Regions from separate parts of the Pan troglodytes genome. Here region 1 is linked to region 2. A link is a contact called in public Hi-C data. All regions are on one chromosome and are shown on one strand. The core of a region is the stretch at or near the end of the contact, and the rest is flanking DNA. Distances in the headings are between cores, read along the strand shown. Region 1 overlaps RRM2 (ribonucleotide reductase regulatory subunit M2). Region 2 has its middle 12 kb from the start of ODC1.

Region 1 (6,244 bases), core at 7-2,506, 300 kb after region 2:
CTCGAGAGGCTGAGGCAGGAGAATTGCTTGAACCCAGGAGGCGGAGGTTGCAGTGAGCCAAGATCGTACCACTGTACCACCTGGCGACAGAGCAAGACTCTGTCTCAAAGAAAAAAACAAAATTGTGCAGAGGTAGCGAGCCCCACTGATGACTCCCACTCTGGGGGCCAGGGACTCCAGTCATGATCTCAACCAGGCCCCCCCAGTGCAACCTGCACGTTACCGTGTCAGACACAGCAGCTTCCCCTGCGGGTCACTCACTCGCTCATTCATTCAACAACAGAGAGTGCCCGGCCAGGTGCTGGCTGAGCACACCGGAGGACACGGACCCCATCCCTGCCCTCAGGGCACTCAGCTGGAACAAGGCATCAGAAAAGTGTACGATTTTGTACACTTTGGATAGTATGAAAAAGCGAAGTGGTAAACACTTGGGGCCATGAGGGCTCTGAGGAGGCCCCTAATCTGGCCTCACTGGTTCTGAGGAGGTTCCCAGGGAAAGTGACCTGTAAGTTGAGACCTGAAAGATCAGGAGCGGGTGGGTGGGGACAAAGTCCAGGCTAAGGGAACAGCCTGTGTGAAGGCAGGAGGCTAGAGGATGTGGTGTTTAAGAAGCTCAGGCTCAGGCCAGGCATGGTGGCTCACACCTGTAATCCCCGCCCTTTGGGAGGCCAAGGCAGGCAGATCACGAGGTCAGGAGATCAAGACCATCCTGGCTAACACGGTGAAACTCCGTCTCTACTAAAAATACAAAAAATTAGCCAGGCGAGGTGGTGGGCGCCTGTAGTCCCAGCTACGCGGGAGGCTGAGGCAGGAGAACGGCATGAACCCAGGAGGCAGAGCTTGTAGTGAGTCGAGATCGCGCCACTGCACTGCAGCCTGGGTGACAGAGCAAGACTCTGTCTCAAAACAAAACAAAACAAAACAAAAAAGAAGCTCATACTCAGGAAGGTTCAAGGCAGAGGTGAGCGGGGAGCCCGCGGGCACCTGGGCTCAGGCAGGGCCGAGAGCTGCGGTGAGGGGAGGGGCTCATGCAACACAGCCACATCGTCTGAGGTGCTGCCCGAGACCATTCCAGATGCTATGTGTGCAATGGACTGGCGGAGGGTGAAGGTGGGGTGGGGGATCTGGCCATGGTGGGGGCCTGAGCCCTGGAGGGATACGGCTATACTGAGCACTGGAATGGGAGGGGGATCGCAGGACGGTGCTGTCTGGGGCCTGGGGTGAGGGACATGGGAGGGCGAAGGCTCCCCCGCCTGGCCACACGTAGAACGGCAGAGGCTGGCAGTACCTGGATTTCCGACCTGGCAGGGGTGTGTGGGGGCCCTGTTCACTGAGCTAGGAAACAGCAGATGACAGGCCCCGCAAGCCACCTCCACAGTGGCCCCTCTTCCCCCACCGTGTGAGTTGCCATCATTTCTCACCTGAAAGCTGCAACTGCCTCCCGCTTCCACTGGCGCACCCCGAGTAACACCTGACACGCAGAAGCAGGGGATTCCCTTTCAAGACGTAAGGCTGGTCAGACCTTCCCGAGCTTCTCATCCCCTTAGAAATGAAATCCAGACTCTTTACCTGGGTCTGCAGACCTGCATGTACACACCCACTCCACTGACCCAGCCCCATCTCCCACCCCTCACTCTGCTCTGACCACTCACAGACGCGCCTGCCACAGGGCCTTTGCGCTTGCCCACCCTCCGCCTGAAACATGCTTTCCTCCCCTAACCACGTGGTCGATCCCCACATCCTCTGGCTCCCTCTGTCTCCCCACATGAAAGAGCAAGGGGCATAGCCCGCCCCTTCCTCCCTGCTTTCCTTGTCTTCAGAGCTTGTCACCGTCTGACTTACCGCACACTGGGTGGGTGATTGGTCTCCGTCTCCCTCACTGGCGTGCTGTCTCCCCGAGGGCCTGGACTCCATCTGCTTTGCACTTCACGGTCTCCCAGCACCTGCAGCAGTGCATACAGGAGGGCTCAGTGACTGCATGCTGGAGCAACCGCCTCCCAGCCCCAGCCCCAGGGCCATGGCCACCTCCTGGGGCTCTGTTTCCCGTGCTTGGAACAGTACCCCACCCTCACCTGCTCTTTCCTTCCCAAGAACAGGTCGAGGTCTCTTGCCCTCCTTCCTGCCTCCCCGCTTCCCAGAGCTAATCACGCCCTCCTCCGTGTGATCTTGGAATCCTTAAGCACATGCATTCGACTCCAAGACCAGACACCAGGCCTCCTCCATTCCAGCACAACCACAGTTAATAGCCACTGTCCACCACCATGTGCCCAGACCTCTGCTGGCAGTGGCCGAGGATGCAGAAGCAGAAGATGCACACCCATGAGGGCTGGCAGTCTCCCTGGAGAGGGCACACTAACATGGGGACAATATCCTAGCACAGCATGAGATGCGTGTCAGTGAGCGTAGCTAGGTGGCACCAACTCCCTAAGGCTCAGAGTGAGACACAGGGGTGGGGGGAGGGGATGGAGGGAAGATGGGATGGGAGGTGCCAGTTTTGCCACCCACAGACTTAACCTGAGTCCCAGAGCACATAACTGGTCAACAGCAGAGCTGGGCCTGGCTGGGTCCATCGGGCTCCAAGCCAGCGGTTTCTGAACTCAGAATGGCCCCCATTGGCCGACCTCTTTGGACAGAAGCAACTAACTCCCACCTCTCCACGAAATCCCAAGCTCCTAAGCAACTTCCAGAGGCTACAGCACAATAGTGAGCAGACACACAACTCACAACGTGGGCCCTGCACATGACAGCGACGTGGGCGAGATGCAGCCCCAGCCGCCAGTTCACAGGAGCGAGGGCTGCCAGCCTCCACATGCCCGGGGCACCTCCTCCTAACCCTGGTCCAGAGCTCAGGGTCCCTCTCCCTAAAGCCCACCTGAGACCCAGAACAGCCTTCTGCCTGGGTAGCTGCTGCCCCTGGTGGCTGCGAGTGCTCATCAACACTTATTATAAGAACATTATAGGAAAATTTAAACAGAAAAATAGAATAGAAAGAAAAACTGCTCTTACTCCCAACCCGCCCCCTAAGGCACCTTTTCATTTCTCCACGTGGGACACCTTCCTCTCTATCCATATGTACACATTTTTATGACAACGTAAGCACAGTATACCCATAACTTTACGTTCTGCTATTTTATCATTTTCCTGTAAACAGCTTTCCTTGTGTTTAAATGTGATCTGTGTATTTCTCATCTAGAGTGACTGGTTAGCACTCCATTAATAACCGGCTCTCTGAGCAGGCACCCTGCTGGCTCAGCCACCACCAATGCCATCCACTACTTTCCCATCAGGTCCACTACGGAGCTCTCAGGAACATGGTCAGGCCTTACTCAGAGCTCATCAAGCATTTTCTGTAAAGATAGAAAATACAGACCACAGCAGCTATTCCAGTCTCTTATCCATGGTGAAGGCAGCCACAGACCATACGTAAACAAACAAGTGTGGCTGCGCCCCAACGAAGCTATTTATGGGCCCTGAAATTTGAATTTCATAGAATCTTCATGCAACACGAAATGTTCTTTTGATTTTTTTTTCTTTTCTTTTTTAGAGACAGAGTCTTGCTCTGTCGCCCAGGCTGGAGTGCAGTGGTACAATCTCGGCTCACTGCAAGCTCCGCCTCCCGGATTCACACCACTCTCCTGCCTCAGCCTCCCAAGTAGCTGGGACTACAGGTGCCCGCCACCACGCCCAGCTAATTTTTGTATTTTTAGTAGAGAGGGGCTTTCTCTGTGTTAGCCAGGATGGTCTCGATCTCCTGACCTCTTGATCCACCCGCCTCAGCCTCCCAAAGTGCTGGGATTACCTCCCAAAGTGCTGGGATTACAGGCATGAGACACCACGCCCAGCCATTCTTTTGATTTTTAAAACATATTCCTAGCTCCTGGTATGTATAAAACCAGGCGGTGAACCAGATCCCACCCACGGGCTATTTCCTGACCCCTGCTCCATTAACATTGGAGGATCCAGGGGTGGAGGAAGGAAAGTCCTAGAAAGGAGTGGAGGAGGAGGGTGGGAACTGAGGAAGCAAAGGAAGGCCCAACAGACCACTCTCTGTGTTCCAGAAAGTTCTAGGACTTGCTTCCAATTCCCAAGGGGCCTGGGACAGTCCAGCTCTCTGAAACGCCCCAAGCAGAGCAAAACTGAAGGCTGGGACCATAGAGATGGCTCAGCACCTCATTTCCTGATGGAGGGGAAGGGTCACCAAGAGAGATGAGAAAGAGTAGACCCCAAATCCACTAACTGTCCCCTCATCTGCCCCCAGCAAGGTGGTGATTCCAGCCTTTGACACCCCCACTTCTAGTCAGCTTGTCACCAGCTCACAGTGGCAAAAGTCCCCTTCCAGACAATGCCCCACAAGTCTCTTTTTAATGCCAAGTGGCCTAAAATGCCAGGAAAGATCCTTCTGAAATGTAAATCAAACTTCTCTCTGCAAGGCAGACCCATCCTCTGCTGCCCCTGGCATTCTAAATGATCTCTTAGAAATATGAGCCAGTGCCTTTGCCAATAATAACTTCTACTTTAGAAGTGCCAGATCAAACCAGAGAAAGTGGCTCAGTGGCTGCCCAGGGCTGAGGCGGCAGACGGGAGACAGGGAGTGACTAAGGGACGTGAGCTTTCTTTTTGGGGTGGGCAAGATGTTCAACTGTGGAGATGACTGCCCATACCTGTGGATATACTAGACCACTGAACCACACCCTTTATTTTTTTTGAGTCAGAGTCTCGCTCTGTCACCCAGGCTGGAGTGCAATGGCGCAACCTCTACTCACTACAACCGCCACCTCCCGGGCTCAAGCAATTCTCCTGCCTCAGTCTCCCAAGTAGCTGGGATTACAGGCACCCATCACCACGTCCGGCTAATTTTTGTATTCTTAGTAGAGATGGGGTTTCACCATGTTGGCCAGGCTGGTCTCAAACTCCTGACCTCAAATGATCTGCCCGCCTTGGCCTCCCAAAGTGTTGGGATTACGGGCGTGAGCCACCACGCCTGGCGAAGAGCCATACCCTTTAGATGGGCAAACTGAATGGCACGTGAAAAAGTTGCTTATGAAAGCACTTCACTCATCTAAATTCTCACAAGCCTGTTGGGCCTGGATTACAAATCCTAGTTCACGATGTGGAAACTGAGGCTGAGAGCAGTGATGTGATGTCCCCAACCGTTTCATAAGCAGTGAGAACTGGCTCCAAGAGCAGTCAGTTTTTCAAAAGGGAGGTGAAAGGCCGGGTGCCGTGGCTCACACCTGTAATCCCAACACGGGGAGGCCAATACGGGCAGATCACTTGAGGTCAGGAGTTCGAGACCAGCCCAACCAACATGGTGAAACCCGGTCTCTACTAAAAAATACAAAAATTGGCCAGGCACAGTGGCTAATGGTTGTAATCCCAGCACTTTGGGAGGCCAAGGCAGGCGGATCACCTGAGGTCAGGAGTTCGAGACCAGCCTGACCAACATGCAGAAACCCCGTCTCTACTAAAAATACAAAATTAACAGGGCATGGTGGCATGTGCCCGTAATCCCAGCTACTCAGGAGGCTGAGGCAGGAGAATCACTTGAACCCGGGAGGCAGAGATTGTGGTGAGCTGAGATTGCGCCATTGCACTCCAACCTGGGCAACAAGGGAGAAACTCCATCTCAAAAAAAAAAAAAAAAAATTAGCCGGGCATGATGGCAGGAGCCTGTAATTCCAGCTGCTCAGGAGGCTGAGGCATGAAAATCACTTGAACCTGGGAGGCAGAGGTTGCAGTGAGCCGAGATCATGTCACTGCACTCCAGCCTGGGGGTCGCAGCAAGACTCCATCTCAAAAACAAAACAAAACAAAGAGGGAGCCTAAAGTCAGCCCTTTGCTGCAGCGGCCCCTGCACTAACAGGACCTGGAAGTGCCCTTCAGTAACACTGGGACCCACATCAGTCCAGAGGAAGGCCAGAGCAGCTGCAGGACCTGTTCCCAGCCTTCCAAAGCAAATTCCTTCCCATCTCGTCCTGGCACCCCTTCTGGAGGAGAGGCTAGATCCCCCTGAAGTAGAGGAGAGGGAAGACTCAGAGGCTCAGGGAAGACCTCACCCAGGCAGCTGCTGCCCCAGGGCTTTCTGGAAACTGAAACCTCCCCGTTTTCCACCTCCAAGGGAAGCTACTGCTTCCCACTCAGCCCATTCCTAAGCGTGAGGCTCCATTTGGGCATGTAAGTACCTGTCCCTAGACTTTGTGGCCATAAGCTACCTTTCTAGCATAGTACCCAGAGCGTCCCAGGT
Region 2 (5,610 bases), core at 2,604-5,103:
TTGATCAAGTGATCTTCCTTGGCCCTTGTACATGGGAGCAGGCAGGCGAATTTGGCAGAATAGACCAGAGAACGAGGACAACCAGACGGTAGCCGGGGCTGTGTCGACACCAGGCACCGTCCTCCAGGAGGCTTAAGTCCTGCTTTGCATTTGGGTATCTCCACGTCATTTTTAAAGATGGTGCTGTCTGGTCATGCACAGATACTGGGCCTTTCTAGACTCGTGACTTGAAGTGAATACAGCTCCACCATGACCACTTGTGAATTTCTTCCTGGCGTGCTGGCCCCCGGGAGAGGGGATTCAGGGGAATTGAGCTATTGGGCAAAGGTAAAGGCAGCCAGAGTGCATTAGAATCACTCAGGGTGCTTTTTAAAAATACTCATTATTGCTCCCTGACCACTTTCCCCAGACTCTGGGGATGGGGTAGTGTTGGAGCAACTGGAGAACCATCTGGAAGACATAAAAGTATCCCCAACTCCTGCTCCAAAATACATTCCAGATAGATGAAAGTTTTAAATATAACAGATTAGACCATAAACCTACTGGAAACAAAGTCAAAAGGCAAGGGACAAACAGGGCTACGATGCCCGTGAAAAGGACTAATTTTCTTCATATTAAAAACTCCAACAAATCAATAAAGTAACAATGCAATAGAAAGTGGGCAAGGCATAAACTTGGCTCACAGTAAACTTTTTTTTTTTTTTTTGGTAGGCAGAGTCTCACTCTCACCCAGGCTGGAATGCAGTGGCACCATCTCAGCTCACTGTAACCTCTGTCTCCCGGGTTCAAACGATTCTTCTGCCTCAGACCCCTGAGTAGCTAGGACTACAGGTGCATGCCACCACACCGGGCTAATTTTTGTGTTTGTAGTAGAGACGGTTTCACCATGTTGGCCAGGCTGGCTTTGAACTCCTGGTCTCAAGTGATCCACCCATCTCTGCCTCCCAAAGTGCAGGGATTATAAGCATGAGCCACTACACCCAGCCAACAGTAAACGTTTTGAACATGAAGACATTTGTCAACCAAAGGAAACACACAGTAAAACTATGAGAATCTATTTCTCACCTATCAGATTGGCAAAGACAAGAGTTCCCCAGCTCGCGGGGTGAGCAGGTGTGTTCAAGCACTGGGCGGAAAAGTAAATTAGAGCAACAGTCTCTTTGGAGGGAACTTGACAATATCAATAATCCACATTATCTTTGACCCAGCAGTTCTAAGAATTTCTCTGATGATACTCTTCGAAAATTATTCATTGTGGCATCATTTGTAAACAATCTCTTGTATACAAGCAGGTACTGATGAAATTGTCAATGGAACGGGATATACAGTGGTTAAGGAATGAAGCAGATTCATCAGTACTGATAAGGAACAAGCTCCAAGCTAGATTCAATGAGGATAGCAAAGCAAGGGGCACGTGTAGTATGCTACTATGTGTGTAAAAAGCAAAATCAAACCCCAACAAACTGTGTGTGTACATACATACTTGCATATGCATGGCATATTTCTGGAAGAGCTTGTAAGAAACAGGTAACAGAGGTTGCCTCTAGGCAGAAGAACCAGAGGCCTGGGCCGAGAGTGGGGACTGGCTCCACACTGCGCTTTTGACATTGGAATGTATTACTGACTTTACGAGGATTGTAAAATAGGTTTCCCACGTGAAGACATAAACTCAGAGATGAACTCAAGTCACGCAGATAGTGAGGCAGCATTCAAGCCAGGTCAGAGGACCCCAGCATTCATTCGGTGTTTCCCTACCCTGGGAACATGCTGTTAAGCAGCTGGAGGGTGGCTTGGGCAGTGGACTGGCTCAGGGGGACACGGTAGAGTTGCTCACGACCTGGTCCTCACCTTTGCAGGGTCCAGGAGGGCTGGCTCATGCCAACCCAGCTCATGAGGCCGACGAAGGCAGCAGACCCATCAGAAGCCAAAGATGGGAACATTCCTGGCACATCAGCAGGTGGTCAACCCCTCCCTCCCCGACAGTGTCAGGGCCAGGCACTGCCCCTCACAGATAGCCTGCAGCAACCAAGGGCAGGCCAGAAGCCGGTGGGCAGAGCAAGCCACGTGTGCCCCCTGCGGCCCTCTTGAGCCCTGGCTGACGCCCACTTTGCACTTTCTCGTGGGTAGGGCCTGCCCCTTCCCGGGCCTCACTCGGCTTGTCTTGTGAAGTCATGTGCTCGTCACACCCCCAGCAGTGACCTCTTCTACTGGGACCACACATCTCTTCGCAGGTTCCCTCCTTACTAGATTTTCCTAAGTGACTCGAAGTGGCTGGCTAGCCCCCTCCGCTTTAGGGGGTTTTCTGGCTGTCACCCTGTACCCTCTTTGACATGGGCCCTCCCCCATGATGGATCTGGGGGTTTGCTTTGCACCATCTCTGGGCCCGGCTGGAAAACTGCCCCTGAAGGCAAGAGTCGACCCGTTTCAAATCGGGCTGTGTCCCCACCAGGGATTCCCGAGAAGCCTCAGTGCCTGGGGGTGAGGGGGGCAAGTGGGGGGCTCTGCCTTCTCCGCCTCACCCAATCTCACCCATCGGGTTTCAAGGTAGGATGTCATGTGAAGCAAAGGCTTTGCTGAGTTCTCCCAGTTCTTGTGTTTTACAGATGGGATGAAGCCCAGAGAGGTCAAGTGACTCGTCCAAGGCGAGTCCGTGAGTTAGAAGGAGGGCCTGGGTGTCCTCAGGGCCCTGCCTCACCAGCCAGCTTCTGCTCCTGGGCTCTTGCTGAACAATGACCATGACTAGAATGCGGCATCCTTCTCTCACCAAGGGCAACGTGTTCCCGGCCCCTGCTCTCTGCCAATCCTATTCCCTGCCAGGGTGGCAGAGGCAGCCCCGAGCACCCATGGCTCCGGAATACCACAGAGGGTGGCACCTGGCCCTGCATTCCTGCTGTGGCTTCAGCTTCGGCTGGAGCTGGACAGACGAAGCTGGACCCAGGCCCCACACCTCACTAGGCACTAGCCAGACCCAGGCCCCATGCCTCACTAGGCACAGGGGTCCCCACGGCCGCCTCCTTCTGAGTGGGGGTTGAGCTGGTGCCCCCCACCCACGGCAGGGCAGCTACAAGGGAGGATAGGTGAAGGCCCGAATGCAGGGCACAGAGTGGAAGCGCCTCCGGAATTCTTGCTGCTGTTGGGAGTTAGGAGAATTTTATCCACGTGCAGCGTTGACTCCAGGCTGGAGAGGGCTGTGACCAGGCGTGCTCTGCCACTGGCCAGGGGTTACCTAGGTGGAGCTCAGTCAGGTGACTTGTGGAGCTCAGGCCCGTGAGCTTGTGAGCTGGGGATCGGGGGTCTCCAGGCTGGGCCAGCTCGGGGGTGGCTCCGCAGGGGAGGAGACCTGGTGCCCTGCTGGGCAAGGGTCAGTCTGGGCCTGGGTGGTTCCGCCAGGAGGGTCATGCACCTGGCCCTGGGGGTGCCTGTCAGAAGGCCTGGCCCTTCCAGCTTCTCACCCGCCCCAGGGCTGTGCAGGCCCCACTCCCTGGCTTCTCAAGGAGGGTTGCCAGATTTAGCACAAAGATAAGATACTGCACGGGACATATGTCAGCTGCAAAATTGCTTCTTGTTGATCTGAAATTCAAGTGTAACTGGGTGCCCTGTATTGTATCTGGCATTCCTATCTGGCAATAAGGCCTCTGGTCCTGGGTACCAGGAGCCTGGCCTCAGCTTTTGTGTGCCGTTTGGCCCACCATAAGTCAGGGGCTCCTCTGGGCCTCAGCATCCTCCTCCGTCATCAAATGCCGCCCAGGACAGAAAGCTTTTCTCGAAAGCAGGCCCACCTGGAACCAGCACACCCAAGCCCTGGATGGCCCTCCTAGCTATGGACACCAGGGGGCAGCAGCACCCCGCATTGGCAGCGCGGTCAGGGCCAGGAAAAGGTGGTCAGATCACTCGACCACTGGGCAAACACTGACAGCTGGACTATCACAGGGGGCCCTTGACAGCCTCAGGGCTGTGAGACTGGAGCGTGGCCTCGATCCAGAGCTCCCGACTCAGCCACTCCAGGGTCCCGGGGGCTTTGAGGAAGGGGCACCAGGCAGCCCAGTCCCCGACCAGACCACTCCCCTGACCCCCAAAACACTTCCTGAGGCCCCCCAGGTGAAGCCCCCAGCCCAGCCCCTGCACCCCTGCCCCATGTTGTAGAACCAGACCTGTGTACAGCTGATGGGGCCCTGCAGCCTTGGTCCTGCCTGTCCCCCTGCCCGTCCCCGAAGTGGCCCCAATCCCCTCTGAGGTGTTCCCAATCCTCCCCTGTGCCCACCAGCAACTGGTGACCCCACCCGGCCTCCCCTGACCACCCCCCATGATAGACTGAGTGGGCGGAGGGCAGATCTCCCCCCGCCACCCCTCCTGTGGGGCTGGTGCCTGGCACCTGTCCCTGAGCCAGAGGCAGAGCCCACCTGAGGCTGCCTGTGACGCCCTCCCCATCCCCCACACACCACCACACATGCAAACACACCACACACATCCACAGCGCACACTAAGACCACATGCCCCAGCCTCACACACACCCCACAAGACACCCGCACACATGGCTCCCATGCTCTGCCATCCCCGCCAGGGTGCCTGACCCTAACCCTGGGGCCCCCACCTTCCGAGGTCCCCAGGAACCTGGAGGTCAGGTCCTGCCCCTGAGGACCCTTGCCATTCCCCTCAAGGCCCTGCAGCCCCTCCCTCTGCCCCTGGTTCCCTGACCACATGGTTTACAGGTGAAGACACAGCGCTTGTCCAGTGCCAGGCGGCTCATTCGAGGTGGAGCTGGGACTTGGCCTGGGTCTCAGTGTGTGTCCAGGGCATAAGCTTGTGCGGTTCCAGGTGCGTGAAGACAGAGCAGAGCCACCTGCTGACCCTCCCTTCATTCATTCATCCCCACTCATTCCTGAGCAGCCTCGCAGGGATTCAGGGTGGAGACAACCAGAGTAATTTGATGAGGTCACCGAAGGCGACCTCTGGAGGAGGGGACATGGAGGCCTAGGACAGGCCTGGTGCAGGGAAGCTCAGCGTGGAGGGAGGCCACTGTGGGCCCAGGTGGGCCAGGAAGGGGAGCAGGGTGCCCAGAGCCCAGGCCCAGCCTCTCAGGCCACGGAGCCAGGCACCCCACCTGGCCCTCCTGGAATGAGCTGCCAGGGCTGCCACTCAACAGCCTCATGTGGCACTCCAGAAGCCACCCACCTGTGGACCCGGGTCCACCACAGCACACGCAATTCCACACACACACACACACACACACACACAAACACAGCACAGTACACACCACCACACACATCCACAGCACACGCAATGCCACACACACAGAGCACACACCACCACACACATCCACAGCACACAGTTACACCATGCCCCACACACCATGACACACAAACACACCACACACATCCACATCACACACACACAGCACAGTACACACCACCACACACATCCACAGCACACACAGTTACACCATGCCCCACACACCATGACACACACACACATGCATCCACATCACACACATGTACACATAGTTACACCATGCCCCACACACCACCACACACGCAAACATACCACACACATCCACAGCACACACACAGTCACACCATCCCTTACACACCACCACACACGCAAATACACCAC

Evidence for each region. Hi-C and Micro-C count contacts between places; a contact is called where the count stands out from the background.
Region 1: a contact with region 2 is called in a Hi-C map of induced pluripotent stem cells, with 3 times the contacts expected there. The contact joins two enhancer-like sites. A contact is called at or near these places in 4 of 7 Hi-C or Micro-C datasets (blood, induced pluripotent stem cells and stem cell-derived neural progenitor cells) and 1 of 1 datasets of contacts at active chromatin or transcription factors (stem cell-derived excitatory neurons).

What each region holds. Positions count from the first base shown.
Region 1 is chr12:112,725,450-112,731,693 of NHGRI_mPanTro3-v2.0_pri, forward strand. It overlaps RRM2 (ribonucleotide reductase regulatory subunit M2), which reads right to left. Exons shown (of 12, transcript XM_063790117.1): 10 at 1,843-1,943; 11 at 1,422-1,542. The coding sequence ends at 1,536. Among named protein-coding and RNA genes, the nearest start is that of RRM2, 18 kb to the right of the region's middle. Within about 2 kb of position 1,257, at least 3 of the 24 cell types and tissues checked have an H3K27ac peak or open chromatin away from gene starts, as enhancers often do. A contact at or near this core is called in induced pluripotent stem cells, where this site is marked.
Region 2 is chr12:112,424,323-112,429,932 of NHGRI_mPanTro3-v2.0_pri, forward strand. No RefSeq gene overlaps it. Among named protein-coding and RNA genes, the nearest start is that of ODC1, 12 kb to the left of the region's middle. Within about 2 kb of position 3,854, at least 2 of the 24 cell types and tissues checked have an H3K27ac peak or open chromatin away from gene starts, as enhancers often do. A contact at or near this core is called in induced pluripotent stem cells, where this site is marked.